2 separate regions of the Mus musculus genome follow, and region 2 is linked to region 1. Evidence: chromatin contacts called from public HiChIP or PLAC-seq data. All regions are on one chromosome and are shown on one strand. Each heading gives the region's core, a stretch centred on a gene start, on an enhancer-like site or on the middle of the called end of the contact. The rest is flanking DNA. Distances are from core to core; before and after follow the strand shown. Region 1 has its middle 9.8 kb from the start of Gm30055. Region 2 holds the start of BC049715 (cDNA sequence BC049715).

The links. HiChIP or PLAC-seq counts read pairs in DNA pulled down with a chosen protein or histone mark.
Region 2: a contact with region 1 is called in an H3K27ac HiChIP or PLAC-seq map of extraembryonic endoderm stem cells, with 4 times the contacts expected there. The contact joins the promoter of BC049715 here to the enhancer-like site in region 1. A contact is called at or near these places in 18 of 39 promoter capture datasets (the 3T3-L1 cell line, the C10 cell line, cancer-associated fibroblasts and 11 more), 1 of 15 datasets of contacts at CTCF or cohesin (the NIH/3T3 cell line), 9 of 484 Hi-C or Micro-C datasets (the G1E-ER4 cell line, bone marrow-derived macrophages, cortical neurons and 5 more), 32 of 115 datasets of contacts at active chromatin or transcription factors (the 230-238 cell line, DN3 thymocytes, the HPC-7 cell line and 18 more) and 4 of 9 other capture datasets (adipose tissue, liver, macrophages and 1 more).

What each region holds. Positions count from the first base shown.
Region 1 is chr6:136,988,641-136,992,499 of GRCm38.p6, reverse strand. No RefSeq gene overlaps it. Among named protein-coding and RNA genes, the nearest start is that of Gm30055, 9.8 kb to the right of the region's middle. Within about 2 kb of position 2,484, at least 30 of the 459 cell types and tissues checked have an H3K27ac peak or open chromatin away from gene starts, as enhancers often do. A contact at or near this core is called in the G1E-ER4 cell line, embryonic stem cells, epiblast stem cells and 1 more, where this site is marked.
Region 2 is chr6:136,827,235-136,831,045 of GRCm38.p6, reverse strand. BC049715 (cDNA sequence BC049715) reads right to left here and starts at 2,203. Exons shown (of 3, transcript NM_178776.3): 1 at 1,977-2,203; 2 at 50-145. Wbp11 (WW domain binding protein 11) reads left to right here and starts at 2,830. Exons shown (of 12, transcript NM_021714.4): 1 at 2,830-3,026. It overlaps Smco3 (single-pass membrane protein with coiled-coil domains 3), which reads left to right. Exons shown (of 2, transcript NM_001039558.2): 2 at 1-1,115.

The sequences.
Region 1 (3,859 bases), core at 1,235-3,734:
ACAGGAGTGCTGGCCCAGCATCTGAGGAGAAAGCGCGCAGTAGAGAGAGCAGGGCGGAAAGCATTGGCGAGAGGCTCTGTGCTTTTTCTGTTTTACATTCTTTGCAGGGCCAGGTTAACTGGCCTCTGCTCTGCTTGTCTCTACTGGTCATGTAACACGCTTATAAGATGCTTTATAAATTATCTCAGGAGTTTCTCTTTTTGTAAAAAAAAAAAAAGATTTATCTATTTATTTATTTTATGTTTGTGAGTACACTGTAGCTGTCTTCAGACACACCAGAAGAGGGCATCAGTTCCCATTACTGACGGTTGTGAGCCACCATATGGTTGCTGGGAATTGAACTCAGGACCTCTGGGAGAGCAAGCAGTCAGTGCTCTTAACTGCTGAGCCATCTCTCTAGCTCACGAGTTTCTATTACGATGCTTTAGACATTTTGTGCATGTAAGTCAATATTCCTGGAGTCGATATCTGTTAAAGTGAAGCCTGCATTGTAGACAAGGGAGCACTCATTAAAAGAATGAGCCTCGGGCCCATTATCCGAGCTACTTGAGAAGCTGAGGCAGGAGGATCACAATGTCAAAGTCAACCTAGACAGTTCTCTGACATACTAGTTCAAACTGGAAGTAACACAGGATCTGGGTGTGGATTTGGCTCAGGGGTAACGTGCTGGTCCAGCATGTGTGCGGCCTGAGGCACAACCTCATTGGTACAAAAAGTGAAGAAGTGAAGAAAACAAAACCCAAAAACCCTTCACACAGAAGCCTTATAAAGTCGATCAAAGCTGCATGTTTGCCCTGGCTCTGGCCAGAAAAGCCCTTCAAAACACTATTATCTGTACAAACGACTCTTCATTTGATTTCATAAAACTTTTCAATGGGTATTTTCAGTGCTCTGTAGGAAAACAACACTAGGCTTCAAGTTGATTGCTTTCTTTGAGTCAGCAAGTGTTACGTCTTGCATGGAACTTCAACTCCTGGTCTCATAAAAGAACGGAAACAGGGAGCAACAACCCCAAAAGACTATAGTTTCACAAGAAAGAGAGCCTGTGTTGACAATCTGGGGCCTTCGACTAACTCCAGCCCAGACTCTCAGATGGTGGACTCGCTCTGTGACGTTAAGGCAAACGGTTCAGCTCCTGCAGATACAATTTACTGTTTGTTTATAGCTATGTGGCATCAAAGATGCTATGTAAAGCCACCCGACTTTAGTTTCCTTTCCCATAAAATGAAAACCATGGCTTCTTGCAGGGTAGCCATGGCAACAAAAATAAGTTTCTGTATCAAAAGCAGGAAGAACAACGCCTGATGCAGCAATAACTGATATTCATAATTCCTTTAGAATGTGTCTTCCCTTTCATCCTGGCCTTATGCCTTTTCAGGATAAGGAGAAAGTTATCCATCTGGCTATCTCTCAAAAGTACCAAATAAAATATGTTGCTCACAGCAACTGCTCGGTAAAGCTTCCTGACCCAAGTTTCCAAGTCAAGGATAAAGGCTACGTATTATCTAGTTGGTAGGAGTTGTTATTATTAATTTTTAAATATCCAGTTATCTGGGAAAAAATGAGAGAAAGCATCTTTTGGGAAAACATCTGTGGAGAAGACGTTCCCACGAGAACGTTTTTATCAGGTTGGAAAATGCTTTTCAAAATCCCCCCTCCTTGGGGGCTACATTCTTCCCCTCTGGCGACACTCTCTGTTCTCATAGAACAGTCTGGAACATACCCACGCTGTGAAGGAGCCTCACCTTATTGCTTTCTTAATCTTCCTTCCTGCTCCAGGTTTCCCTGAGAACCCTTCCTCCCCGGAGATCAAACAGGAAATTCGTTACTTCATTAACTTTATTGCTTCTGTCTTTGGAAGTCCTGAGGCTTGGGATCGTAATTATATACCATTTATAAATATTATCTCTCAGAGAGAGCTAATAGCTTCTTTGTAATGCACTCTCGTGACTCTGTGGCTGCTAAATTTATGTGTCTGCCACGTCTTAAATAAAGTTTATAAACTGATTCCTATAAAATGATGTCAGACTTTCTGCTCAGATTAGAATCTTTAAGCTCATCAGCTAATCAGCAAGCAGAATTACAAATATAATAGAACATTCTGACCAGACCTTAAAGACCAGGACAAATTCAAAAGTAACCTCAACAAGTGAGATTCAGATGTAGTGTGTGGAGGTCAGTATGCACAGCTTCCGGGGATCAGAGAAGGGATACACGGCTTCCTGGGTGTCAGACAAGGGATGCACAGCTTCCGGGAATCAGAGAAGCGCATAGTTTCGAGGGTTGGGGGCTTGGGGGTCAAAGAGGCGACACACAATAGAGGGTTTAAGGAATTTTAGAGAGGAGTGGGACGGTAGTACAGGGCCAGTAGGTGAAAGTGTACCTCAAGAAGAAATTGTTTTCCACCATGTGGGTTCAATAGAGAGCAGCATTGTGTGTCGATCTCATTTCCATACAAGGAAACGCCCACAAACACTGCTCCATGCCCCTCCCACAAAAAGGGAGGGACAAACAACTTCTGTTTTGGCGGAGATTTGGAGGCGTGGCCTTATCTCCAGGACTGATAACCTGCTGGGAGGACAGAACATTGTGGATTTAACTTAAAAAAAAAAAGGGATCTTCTTTAGTTGAGCAAGTGGTAGCAGTTGTTCCTTATAAAATAAATAATAGCTGCAAAACTAAATGACTTAACATAGTTGAAGTGTTTACAGCAGGCCCTAGCCTGTCATAGGAGACCAATAAACATTTGCGATCATGACATTACTATCTTTAGAATAATTACTGGGAGTATTTTATTCAAACCATTATTTAAGATCTTGCCGTCTCCCATGGCCACCCTGGAATGGCTGAACTGCTATGTCAAGAGATGTGACAGCCTGGGCAGTGGTGGTGCATGCCTTTAATCCCAGCACTTGGGAGGCAGAGGCAGGTGGATTTCTGAGTTCAAGGCCAGCCTGGTCTACATAGTAAGTTCCAGGACAGCCAGGGCTATACGAGAAACCCTGTCTCGAAAAACAGAGGGAGAGAGAGAGAGAGAGAGAGAGAGAGAGAGAGAGAGAGAGAGAGAGAGAGAGAGAGAGAGGGAGGGAGAGAGGAGAGAGAGAGAGAGGAGAGAGGAGAGAGAGAGAGGAGAGAGAGAGGAGAGAGAGAGAGATGAGAGAGAGATATGAGAGAGAGGGGGGAGAAAGAGATATGAGAGAGAGAGAGAGAGAGAGGAGAGAGAGAGAGAGAGGACAGTCGTTGTATGACTCCGATAGGCACAATTCTGCTGGAAGAAGGGAGTTAGTTTTTTTTTTTTTTTTAAGACAAAAGGCCTGGGCTGGAGAGATGGCTCAGCAATTAAGAGCACTGCTCTTCCTGAGGTCCTGAGTTCAATTCCCAGTACCCAAAGGTGGCTCACAGCCATCTGTAATGGGATCTGATACTCTCTTCGGGTGTGTCTGAAGACAGCTGCAGTGTATTCACATACATAAAACAAACAAACAAAAAACCCTAAAGGCCCAAAAAGGAACGAAGATAATTAATATCTGAGATGATGGAAAAGGCGGGGCCTAGCGTTCTGTAGTGACCTGGACAAGTAATTACAAGTATGAGAGAGCTGGGGTCCCTGAGGACTCTTTGCAGTCTCTGGGGCCCCTCTATTCTCAGAATACAAGGAATTTGGACTGTTTTCTTCCTCCTTGGGTCTGTGGCTCTTGTTCTCATCCACGATTGGCTTCGGAGGAGACTTCTAGCATTCACTTCCTTCCTTTAACTGACCACCAAGAAGTCCCTACTCATCAGCTTCCCTACTAACCTCAGAAAGGGAAGAGCCTGGTGGCCTGGTGCTAAGGAGTGAAAGAAAACAGTGTCAAAGTCG
Region 2 (3,811 bases), core at 954-3,453, 160 kb after region 1:
CCAGCTGTAGTAGACCCTCAGGGGATAAAGCTCTATCCAGTTTTCTTACCCTGTTGTCAGAACCACTGAGGTGTAAAGGCATCATAGACCAGCAGGCACAGGCTATTGCTTCCTTGTTCGCAGCAAATGTCTTCAAATATTCCTGCTAAATGGAGAGACCATTCCCATTTCCTGTTTCAAACATCACTTAATGTCTAATAAGACAGACTTAATAACATCTGACTAGACACAGACCTGTGACCTTCAAGTAAAACATACATAGTGCTGTTATTTTTACCCCCAGATCAAAAACAGTTGTTTGTGAACTGGAAAAGACTGCAAAATCATATCAACATTTTCTTCCACCAGATTAAATACAATTGTCTGCCACCCGGAAATGAAGGCAGAGCAACCTCAACAACATTATGTTCCAGAATGAACGAAAGCCATGCATCTGCGAGGTTCTCCTCAGTTCAAAGCGTGGCTGGATGGATTGGGAAAGGATGAGATAATAAATGTTGTCTGTAATGCAGTCAATATTGACCACCTGTTTGTCATCTATCTCTTGAGTGGTCAAAGTGTGTGGAACATTGTAAACAAAACAAGGCATAAAATGCAGTGATCCCTGCATAAAATATGTTAGAGTGAAGAAAAAGGCTCACTCCCTGTTAAGAATTTGTTGATTAAAGGAAAGTAATTAATTTCTATTTTTCAGGGGGATAATTTTATTTTCAGTACCACCAAAAAGAGGCAGCTCCCTCTGCCCCATAAAGCATTTGCAGACCTATGTTAATTGCCTCCTGAACTCAGGAAAAGGAGAGGCCATGGAGGCCTATTGATGGAACTTAGTTTCTCTAGATACAGCATTTGTTTTCTAAACCTTTATCTAACCATTCTCACTAAGCCGTTTTTAGGGTCTACTTCAAAAACCATTGTATGTAACAATGTTGAGATAGTCCTGGTTATAGTCGTTTGGTTTTTAACGCAAAGACAAAAATAAATCATTGGTATAAAGTATCCAGTATATCTCAGGAAAATTTTACAAGCAGATGAAGAATTTTAACTAGCCACATAACTTTTCCAAATGTATTAATTTCTATGTTATCACTGGTTTTATAAATTAGTTTCAAAATATCACAATTTGTGTCACTTTCTAAATTTATTACCTGGTTTTTATTTTATGAACTAATAGGTCTTGCTATTACTGACACTCAAAGAGTAATCAAAACAAGAATTAATGACATTCCCAGGCATCAAGGCTTCTAACTGTAATTCAATCCATCTAAACAATGAGACAGAGGGATAGGGAGATGGTGGCCAGCCCAGATTATTTATTGAATACTTATTTTTTTTCCCACTAAGTCAAAGGTAGTTTTAGTATGGTACTGATGTTACATTGTTAGGGAACACATTTGTTTTAATATAAATTGTAAATGTTCTATTGGTTATTAATTCATTGTAACATTAGTGCCTATCTACAACATCCTAAAAATTAATATACACCTCAATCAGTTCTTTCAAAGTACTTGATGTCAAAAATTCCCTTAGGACCTTTTCTGTTAAGGATGCTGAAACTAAGTTGAAAAATAACCAAGTGTGAGGGTGTTTTTGGTTTTTTGATTTGTGTTTTTTTGTTTTTGGTTTTTTGTTGTTTTGTTTTGCTTTTTGGTTTTTTTTCGAGACAGACCAAGTTCACACTTTATGAAGATTTCGTTTTAAATGCTTACCTTTAAGGGGAAAGGATGGGGAGGAGTCTTAAGGAATGGGGATGTAGAAGGGAAATATAATAGCTATTTCTGGTTATCAGCTATATCTAGAACAAACCACAATCCAGAATTGGAAGGTTCACCTGTGATCCAGATCTTGAGGCTGGGAAATACAAGTTTCTGACCTTGATCTTGGCATGGAAATCTTGAGGCATAGTGGCTATGTATCCCCAGGAGAGTAAGGTAAGATCTCTGAGTACAAGGCCCAGATCCAGGCGTGGCGGTACACACCTTTAATCTGAACCACACCTTCTTCTGGAGATCTATAAGACATTGGAAGATGGAAGTTTTTCTCTTCCTCCTCTGCTTGCATTTACTTGCCAGCCCATCAGTTGGAATCTACTAGCCTGGTGGGACTGAGCAACTCCTAGATCCTTGGACTTCCCATTCACAGCTGACCATTGTTGGGGAGGTGGACTACAGACCGTAAGTCATCATAACAAAGTCCCTTTCTATATAGAGACTATCCACAAGTTCTGTGACTCTAGAGAACCCTCAAAGGAAGACTTCAGATAAATCTAGAGTGTGCAATGACATCATAAAGGAGTTTGGGTTGATGCAAAGTTCATTTGAAGTGTTATGTAATAACTTCTCCTCTGGAAAATCGACAAATGTACCGTTTCTCTTTTAAAATATACATTTTCGTGTAGATTTATGAGTCTCCCCTAGGAACTATTTGTTCAGTTCATCACATGCTGTAGGTTTAGAGGGCTGATGTTTGCTGAGCACCTTAGACTCGGTGCCCAGTGTTATTACCTAACTTGTTTTCTATGGAAGCATTCCTGAAAAACAGCATCCATTTACACACGACAACTAACACAGATCCAATGGCCGACACAGAAGCGTACGCATACCGCTACCTAGTGTGTCCCCAGAGAGAAGCAGTTGCGGAAATGCGTCAGAATTCTGAGAACAATTGGCCAATCAAATAGCAGCTTCCTTACTTTTTATTTCTATTGGGTTATATTAGTGTCAATCTACAATACTCTGGAATGAGGCGGGTCTCTTGGCCTATAGTTATCCAATCGGATAGTGAATGAGAGCGGAAGTACCTCTGGCTCTGAAGTTGTTGTATTCGCTCTATGGGCCCAGTGCCTGGCAACGCGGTGAGATCGCGGCCAGCGGGAACAGGAAGTGACGTGAGCTGGCGGAGGGGCGCGAGGTTTCAAGATGGCGGTTCCCGGGTGGTTGACCGAGGGGCAGAGGTGAAGGCCCCTTCGCAGAGAGTCCTCCGGGACCGCCCGCTAGCTGCTCTCGCCGTCCCGGGAGCCTCGCAGTCGTGTGAGTGCGTGGGGACTCGGTGCTCCGTTTTCCGCGACCCTCCCCGGGGCCTGCGAAGCCTTCTCTGAAACACCAGGCCCAGAGGCCGCGCTCTTCCTCCGCTGGGCCCGGGGTGGCGGGAGCCTCGGGTTTCAGGGCTCGGGGCCGGCCTGGCACTGCGTCCGACGGGTTCTCGGGCGGGATCTCCCGCCGGGTCAGACCCACCGCCCGAGTGCGGCGACCGGTGGCGGCGGGCTGACGTCTAGCCGCTCGAGTCGCTATCAACCGTCGCTATGGTTTCGGCAGTTGCTGTGAGGCCTCCTGGAGTGGACCCGGACCGGACCGGACCGGTCGGGTTGCGTTTGTGCTGCCTGGGTTCCCATGGTCTTTTGACCTTGTCTCTGCCAACGTTTGCAGGCAGAGGCACTATGGTCTTGTAAAAATTCTCCTTGACTCGTAGCTGATTGGTTTTTAGGTGTGTGTGATGGGATGGCGTCAAAACGAGAGCCCGAGGCTGGTTTAAGAAGGGAAACACTAAAGAAAAGATCAAAAATAGAATTTGTTGTATCCGTGCCTTTTTGTAGTTCCCTATAGTCAGTACCCTTCTCTTCCCTTCTTCCCAAACTCCTGCCCCTTCTGCTTTCTGATAGAGAAACATCTGTAATGACATAATCGACACCGATCAGTTCTGAAATATCTGGGAAGCAGCAGGGAGCCGGCCAGCTGAACGCTTGATGAAAAAAAGCATTAACTAAAACAACTTACAGAGTCCCACCTAAGGAGCCAAGGGAATTAGAGTCTCAAAT